Linked DNA regions of Sus scrofa: region 2 is linked to region 1. The links are chromatin contacts, called in public promoter capture Hi-C maps. All regions are on one chromosome and are shown on one strand. Each heading gives the region's core, a stretch centred on a gene start, on an enhancer-like site or on the middle of the called end of the contact. The rest is flanking DNA. Distances are from core to core; before and after follow the strand shown. Region 1 holds the start of YIPF5 (Yip1 domain family member 5). Region 2 holds the start of LARS (leucine--tRNA ligase, cytoplasmic).

Region 1 (4,253 bases), core at 709-3,208:
ATTACTGGTAACGCGTCAGGATTCCTGTTTTCCTAAGCATCCTCTACAAACTCCTATGCATTACCTGGCAGTGACGTAAACATAAGCACCAGGAATAAAAGGTCTTCACTGAAGACATGCTTGCTGGGACAAGATGTGGAATGGAATTGTGAGAATAGCTGGCAACAGAATATGCAAACAACAAAAAAAAGAATATGCAAACAACCGCTCTGTGGAAAACTGAAGTGCAATGATGCTAAGAGGGATGAAAAAATAACTCACACCTTTAAGAGATGCAAACACAGACAAAAAGAAAGAAACATGGGGAGGAAAGGCAAAGACGGATAAACCTGGGATGCTGCAATCGAACTAGAACTGTTCTGCTGAGTCCAAACATCAGTGTCATTTGGTTAAAAACAGGCCTACACACAGAGGCAACTTTCCCAAAGCCCTGTTACAGCACTCTGGCCAGTCTTAGAGTTATCTGCACTCTCAAGATCACAAAAAATACGTATTTAGATAAATGAATGGAAGTTTCGCAACATGATTTTTCTAATTCTGTCCAATTAACTGACAAAAAGGTAAATCTTCAATGGCATATAATTGAGACTTTAACAGAAAGAAAAGAAGTGATTCACAGATAGTGTTTTTCACATGCTCACTCCCACTCTTCAAGGGGCTACGCTTTAGGGGTAGAAAAGCTTTAGAATACATGGAATTCAGAAGATTCCAGGGGTCTAGAAGTTGTAGCAAGTACAGCCTGTACAAAACAAGTCACACCACTGGGCTGAATTTGATTTTTGCTTTTTAAAATTCTTGGGCACCTTCATTCAGATGTTTTAATGCAAACACATTCTGGTACTAATGCTTGCCTCAGACTGGACACACACCTGTCCCTTGCCCTCATCCTGGGCGTCTTCATGAGAGTTTTAATTCAGGTTCACAGAAACACAGAGATACACATGAACTGTACAGACATTATACGCACATTAGTGTGGGTGCCTGTATGCAAGGATCTCTCAGAAATAGGCTGGCAGTTCTCATAAGAGTCTCGAGGGAGTTGTACAAAATCTTAAGTCACCCCTTGTACGAAACTCCTTCACTGGATTGGGGGGGCTGAAAAGATTAAGGTCCTAAGAAAGTAAGAATATGATGTCCTAGAGGAGACTGATAGAAAGCCTTCAGGTTTGGGGGGGGGGGTTTTGTTTTTTGCCACAAACACCAGGGACTAGAAAAAAATCAGGTTTTGTTTTTATGTTTTGTTTTCAACAGTTTAGGGTTGAAAGGTTTTGAGTCTCCCTCTTCTACCTACAACTGGCAACTTGTGTGTACTGACCATCAAGTCTTGGGATGAAGAGTAATAAAACTGATTATCAATTCTGCTACATGAAAACCACCTGATGATTCACAGTAGGGAACTTAGACCCTTCAGCAGTGTCACCGAGCGCTTTCACTAACACTTGATATATCAAGACTGAAAGCTGGACTGATTTAACCGCTAAACAGGTCATCAAAGGGTTTCATTTTTACCTAGGTCAGTGGATTAAACAGCCTATCTTCCAAGTTCTTAAAGCTCCTATCCCTATCTTAAATGATACACAAATACTGTCACTAGGAAAAGGTTCTTCAACAATCCACTTTTCCATTCGTGTCACACCTGAAAACTTGGCAGAAGATACCAAACTAAAATAGAGCAACCCCTTCCAAACCGAACGAGAGTCACCGATCTCTCCAGAGGCAGGAAGAGTATGAGAAGTCACGATCCTGATAAAGAACATGTTCACACATTCAGTCTTAGCAGAATTAAACACCTGGGGTACACGGTCTCACTACAACCGTGACTAAATAAATGGCAAAGTTGAAAAGTTACTTGCTATAGGGTCCTCCACTTCCTCCATAGTCATAGGTTTGCTGTGACTGGTCATCGATGCTGTAACTCGTCTGGTAGAAATCCGTGTTTAGGTTTTCAAAGCCTGACATGGCAGATGCTCTGCAATAGAAAAGAAACAGCGAAGACTGTGTATGTGCAAGGCCCTCCTAAATTCGGTCCTGACACTTAAGCAAATATCCTCCCAAGGCAGCAAATACTCGTTCTAGAAGTCCAGGGAGCAACACTGGGAGGGTGGGTCGGGTCTCTAGGTCAAGGCCGGGAAGACACCTCATTTCAAGGAGCTGGTACGCCTTGGAGCAGGGGCTGGGGCCGGGACGTGGGAGGAGGAGTGGCTCCGTGGGGCCTAAAATACCACCAGTGACAAAGAGGACTGATTCCTCACATTGGGACAGGGCTTTACAGCCGACAACACGACTGCCTCCTTGCAAAATACGGCTGGGCCTGCCGGGGAAACGCAAGCTGCTGGAAGACGGCGCCGGAGCGGCAGCGGCCGCGTCTCCGCACAGCCGGAGAAGGGGCGAGGGGCTGGGCGAAAGGACCCGGGCGCGGCGCCGAGAGGCGGCCATAAGCCGCGCTGCCCCGGTGCGGGGAGAAGCCGAACACTGCGCCACGGAACCGGACACTCACCTAACGCGGCGGCGGCGGCGGTGGCTCCCGCAGCCCCCAGCAGCCCCCAAACTCGGCTCAGGACCCGGTACCGGCCCCGTTGCTACGTGTCAGGAGGCCAAAGAACTGCTTCCGGGGCACGCCCGCTCGCGCAGGCGTGGTGGCAGATTTGGGGCCGGGGCTGGAGTACCGAGAGCGTGTTGGGGGAGGGGGTACGAGGGCGCGATATGGAGCGTGCGCAGTGCGGTGGGCCAATGAGAGGAGCGAACACTTCCGGCCGCTGGGTCGGCGGCGAAGGTAGAAAGGCGCAGGCGCCGCGGTTGCTAGTTGCCACTTGGGAGGGAGCCTTGCTCTGTAGTCGGAGCTCCTGGGGGAAGGCGCGTAGGTGCTGCAGCGGAAGGAGCGGAGCCTTTCTCTTGTGCACCGCGGCTGCAGATCCCTGGTCTCTCTGGACTCACTGCTTTTCAAGCACCGTGCTAGAGTCTATGTATTATTTATTACAAACTAACGAAATGGTTACTCTGCTACTCTCCTTTTATAGGTGAGGCTGTTAAATGTTCATTTCATAACACTGAATGCGACGTTGAATATCAACTCTGTGCTAACTATGCTAGCTTCAGGGAATATTAAGATGAATACAAGCTAGTTGCTATTGCTCATAAAACGTGTAAATACATATAAAATCGTTACTAATATTAAGCGCCCCGTAATTCTTTGGAAGGTGTAGTATTCAACTGGGACTACGAATCTTGAAAGCCACTCTGAAGAGGTGATGATCAAAAGGGTGAATAGGACTTAGAAAAGAACGCAACAGGAAAAGGAAAGGAGAGTCGGGAGAGAGAAAAGTGTAAATATTCCAGGCAGGGAGAGCCGCTGTGCAAGGGCTGGGGTTAGGGAAAACAGGGTGCAGGAAGGGTATAAATCAGTTTCTCCATCGCTGCACTATTAACATTTTGGTCCAAATGATTTTTTTTCTTTTCTTTTTTTTTTTTTTTTTTTTTTTTTGTCTGCACTGTAGGACGTTTAGCAGCATTTCTGAACTCTACCTCCTAGATATCAGCAGCAACCCCTCCCCCCGCAACCCTTGTGACAACTAAAAATGTCTCAGGCAACATTAGATTTTGGAAATCACTGGTTTAAATGAAGACAGGGTGATTAGAGCAGCAAGTGAGCCGAGCTGCGTAGGCAAGTGCTACAGACAAGGGTTGGGGAATAGAGTGTCTCATGGAATTGCCGTGTTGGCTGTAAAAAGGGAAACCACTGAAGGTTATGAACTAGTGAGTGAAACGATTAGATTGTTAACTTTTAAGAAAGTTGCATCGCTTTCTTAAAGTGAGAGAATCCTGACTGCCCTAAGGCCAAGTGCCCTGGTGTTAACCAATGATCAGAAGTGAGTCCAGGGTTTACAGTACTAAAATTTATATCATGAGTCTCCTACATTACATGCTGGGACCAAAATCCCATGGTCTTCATAAAAGAAGTCTGGCCATTGCTCTGGGATCAGTTTCCAAAGGGCTAATAAAATGTCACTGATAAAAACTTTTCTCTCAACACACACACCTCCCCAAAATGAAACAAACAAGTAAAAATAAACAACTGAAAGGAAACACACTCCCCTCCAATGCACCAAACAAAGGAACAAGAAAGCTGGCAAAAGGACACAGCTACAAACCAAAAAACCAAGGAGTGTCCTCTAGAGATGAACGGGAAGCTACCCTTTGATATTTTCTACTCCACCAAAGAATTTCCGAAATTGCTCACACAGCTCTCTAAATGT
Region 2 (4,253 bases), core at 498-2,997, 1.9 Mb after region 1:
TTATCCTTATTACATCACATCCCCAGGCCCTGTCTACAAGTCTGATATGTAACTAAAGGGATTAAAACTGTCAAAAGTGCTATAAAATAAACATTCCCAGGATATAAAGAAAATTATATTGTTTGCTCTTTTTACAAATTTAATTATAACATAAAAACTAATTTTATATCCATGCTATTCTATGTTTACTATCTTATACTATTGGTAAGGTTTCTCCCAGAAAGAAGTGGAAAACTTTCGTTAAAGGAGTGTGCTTGCAAAATAAATTACCCAATTAGTTTACAATTGCAAACAGTACAGTGATTAAGAGAATGATCTCCAGAATGGGATCAAATGAATTAAAATTCTACTTCTAAAATGAGATCTCACCCCCTCTCTTCTGTTCAGGAACATCACTCCAGCAATAGGTGTCCTCTACAAAAGATCTGCATAAATTTTCCCTTCCTGCAGGGCAACTGCCATAAGCATACAAGCACTATATAATTCCTCCTTTCTTAAAAAAAAAAAAAAAAAAAAAAAAAAAAAAGCCCTCTTTCAACCTTCACCCCCATTCTAGTCTCCTTTGCATAATTCCTCAAAAGAGTTGGCCGTAGCCCCTCCCTTCCCCCCCCCTTTTTTTTTTGGTCCTTTTAGGACCGCACCCGGCGGTACATGGAGGTTCCCAGGCTTGGGGTCCAATTGGAGCTGTAGCCGCCGGCCTACAGCACAGCCACAGCCACGCCAGATCCATCCGTGCCGCCTCTGCGACCTACACCACAGGTCTGGGCAAAGCCGGATCCCTAACGCACTGAGCGAGGCCAGGGACCGAACCTGCGTCCTCAGGGATGCCAGTCAGGTTCGTTTCCACTGAGCCATGCTTTCCTGATCAGCAACCTACGAGGCTTCCCAGGATCTACACCCTCCCAGGGCTCAGTCCTCCACCTCCACCGCCAGGCGACACACAAACACAGGCCGTCCACACCACCTCCCCCGGAGGACCCCTCTGGCCGCACAGCCCGCCCGGTTCCTCACTCGCACTGCTGCCGCCGTCCGGAAAGCTCTTCCTCTGCACAGGTGCACGGCTTACTCCTTACCCGCTTTCGGCCCAAATGCCACCTTCTCAGCGCGGGCTTCTACATGCCCCCTCCCTGCTCTATTCGTTTCTACTGCACAGAGCGGCACCTGACACACTGCACACACATTTTTTTTTTTTAAACCACATACTTCAGAATGTAGCACGCATAAACTAAACACCATGAAGGCAGGAACTTCTGTCTACAAAGAGGCGCTGCGTAATTTTCTGTTTGAAGGAGTCGTCAATGCTCCATACTCCTCTCTCTCCAAATCAGTTTTTAGAACCTTTGGTGAAATAACGCGTGACGTTAAACAGTCTTTAAAGCTAAAAACCTTAGCGCCTCGTCAGCTAGCAAGAAAAGGCACATGCTCACAACGGCCAAGCCTTAAACGCGGGGGGCAAGGCCTCCTTTTTCTTTAGAAAAGGGTTTTCCCTCAGGACAGCGGCTACCACACGGCGCCCCTACACTGGCAAAAGCAGGCAGTCCGGCCGCGCGGACCCTCTTCCCGCCAAAACTTACCGCCATGGCGCCGCCCAGCCGACTGCACAAACCCACGACAGCGACCTCGAGGACCCCCCTCAAAGGAGTGGTTACAACTTCTTCCCTCCCTCTCGCGGGAGTCAGGCCCACCACCTCCCTGAAGCACACGCTTCACACCTGATGAGGCAATCACCGGCTCTCTAACTACCTCCGGGGCCACCTCGTGGCCTGCTGGGAGTTGTAGTTCCCAGAACCCTAGAGCCCACGTCCAGCAGGCACGTATTGACTACATTTCCCAGAGAACAACAAAGCCACCGGAAGTCTAAGTCCAGCCACACACCCCCCCGGGGGGAACCGGTAGTGACGTCACGTGTATGTTGAACTACAAAGCCCATGATGCAGTTCGGGGTCGCAGATCGCTGTGAGCGCGCCCTGAGTGACGTAGAGATCCCGGGCCACCAACCTTTTCACCTTATGGAGCTGGGTTAGGTGGCTTGTCTGGATGCCTGGACGCAAGTTGTAGTCGTCTTCAGGGACTGAGGTGCTAACTATGACATGTTTACGACTGTTGGTGGCATTCAAAATCCAAAAAAATTTTTTTTATTTCTTAGTGAATTTATCACACCTGTAGTTATACAATGATCATCACAATCCAATTCAAAATCCAAAATTTAGACATTTTATAGCCATGTATTAACAATCCTCATTTTTTACATTTTTTTTAAAGGAAAGGGTGGAAACCTACCTGCTCCCAGTGCCCGGCTCAGACTGGTTCATCTTACCAAGACTCTGTTGTCTGAAGTACTGGTTACTAGCCATAAATGGCTATTTAAATTAACCAGTTTAAAATAAAATTTAGGAGTTCCCGTCGTGGCGCAGTGGTTAACGAATCCGACCAGGAACCATGAGGTTCCTCGGGTTCGGTCCCTGCTCTTGCTCAGTGGGTTAACGATCCGGCGTTGCGTGAGCTGTGGTGTAGGTTGCAGATGCGGCTCGGATCCCGCGTTGCTGTGGCTCTGACGTAGGCCGGTGGCTACAGCTCCGATTCGACCCCTAGCCTGGGAACCTCCATATGCCGCGGGAGCGGCCCAAAGAAATAGCAAGAAGACAAAATAATAATAATAAAATAAAATTTTAAATGTAGTTCTTCAGTCGCACTAATGCCACTTTTCATGTAGAAAGTCCACATGGCTAGTTGTTCCATATCCGGACAGCGAGGGTGGATATAAAACATTTCCATCATCAAAGAAAGATTGATTGAAAAGCGCTGATCCAAGATTTTTACTTTCTGGTAGTCAGATTATTACTCTCACCTGCGTTCCTTTATAATTTGTTAACATTTATTAAGCATCTACAAAGCACTTGGAGGAGCTGGGTGTGCCCAGACCAGAAGTGTGTCTTCCTAAAAGAATAAGTGGGTGGGGGGGAGTTTGCCCATGAGGATGAGAGGTCCATTCCTGGCCTTGCTCAGTGGGTTAAGAATCCCAGGGTTGTGGCAAGCTGCAGTGTGGTTTGCTGATGTGGCTTGGATTTAGTGTTGCCACGGCTGTGGTGTAGACCGCAGCTTGCAGCTACAGTTAGACCCTTAGTCCAGGAACTTCCATGTGCTACAGGTGCAGCAGGAAAAAGCATGTAACTGGGTCCCCATGCTGTACATCAGAAAAATAAATAAATACAAAAAAAAAAAAAAACAAGGAAAAAGCAAAAAACTGGGAGAGGGGATTTCTTTAATAAAAATGTTGTTATATATGTGTAATATATATATTATGTTTACATTTTTCAACCACTAGTTTTTATTTCTTTGTTTGTTTGCTTTTTGGCCACACCCTCAGCTTGCAGAAGTTCTAGGGTCAGGGATCCATGCTGATCCTTAACCTGCTGAGCTCCCAAGGAACTCTTGAACCACTAGTTTTGAAATACAAATTTAACGATGGTCTAAAACAATGCCTGGCACATGGTATGGGCTCACTGAAAATTTATTAGATGAAAGGAAGTTAAGAAGGAACTTTAGATTATAGAGAACCTACCAATGGCTCTCCCACCTTTGTGCTCTCACACATAAAAATACTCTCCATCACTTACCACACCCTCCTCCTTTAGCTACTAACTATTTAGACGTCACTCCCTGACAGCCCAGATCTGGGTTGAATGTCCCTTCCTAGATGTTTGCTGAAGCGCTGCCTTCCTCCCCTCCCTTGGGAAAATTATCTTACTGAATTTGAAGTGCCTGTTGGTTTATCGTTAGATGTAAGCTCCATGACAGCAGAGGCTGCCTAGCACATAGTGTCTGGCACATAGTAGGTGCCTTGTAAATACATATTGAATGAATGAAAGAATCCTTATCATCCACAGCTGTTATAACTATAGTTAGGCTTTCCTATTCCAATTCTGCCCTAACCAGTACCATTTGTCATCTTTGACTCATCAGCTTCCAGTCTGCGTCGGTAACTGAAATTGTTCATACAAGAAATATTAAGCACCTGTGAACATGACAGCGAGGTAGGACATAGTAGGGAACACAGGTAACAACACAGACGTGGCCGCCGCCCTCATGGAGCTTACAGTTTAAAGGGCATGTGCCCTTAAAGAAAAAAATAAACAAGTACCTGTGATGACAAAACATGAAAGCTCTACCTATATGCCTCCAACTTCATCCTTACTAATTTTAGAGTTTCAGCGACAACTACTCTTTTTTTCCCAAGGGTCATTTGGTTTTCA

The links. Promoter capture Hi-C pulls out the DNA fragments that hold promoters and counts their contacts.
Region 2: a contact with region 1 is called in a promoter capture Hi-C map of liver, with 13 times the contacts expected there. The contact joins the promoter of LARS here to the promoter of YIPF5 in region 1. A contact is called at or near these places in 2 of 5 promoter capture datasets (fetal skeletal muscle and liver) and 1 of 47 Hi-C or Micro-C datasets (liver).

What each region holds. Positions count from the first base shown.
Region 1 is chr2:145,665,973-145,670,225 of Sscrofa11.1, forward strand. It overlaps YIPF5 (Yip1 domain family member 5), which reads right to left and starts at 1,959. Exons shown (of 5, transcript NM_001077225.1): 1 at 1,850-1,959. The coding sequence starts at 1,959. It overlaps LOC110259671, which reads left to right and starts at 1,965. Exons shown (of 3, transcript XM_021085167.1): 1 at 1,965-2,003; 2 at 2,263-3,017. The coding sequence starts at 1,965.
Region 2 is chr2:147,552,450-147,556,702 of Sscrofa11.1, forward strand. It overlaps LARS (leucine--tRNA ligase, cytoplasmic), which reads right to left and starts at 1,748. Exons shown (of 33, transcript XM_021084961.1): 1 at 1,575-1,748. The coding sequence starts at 1,580.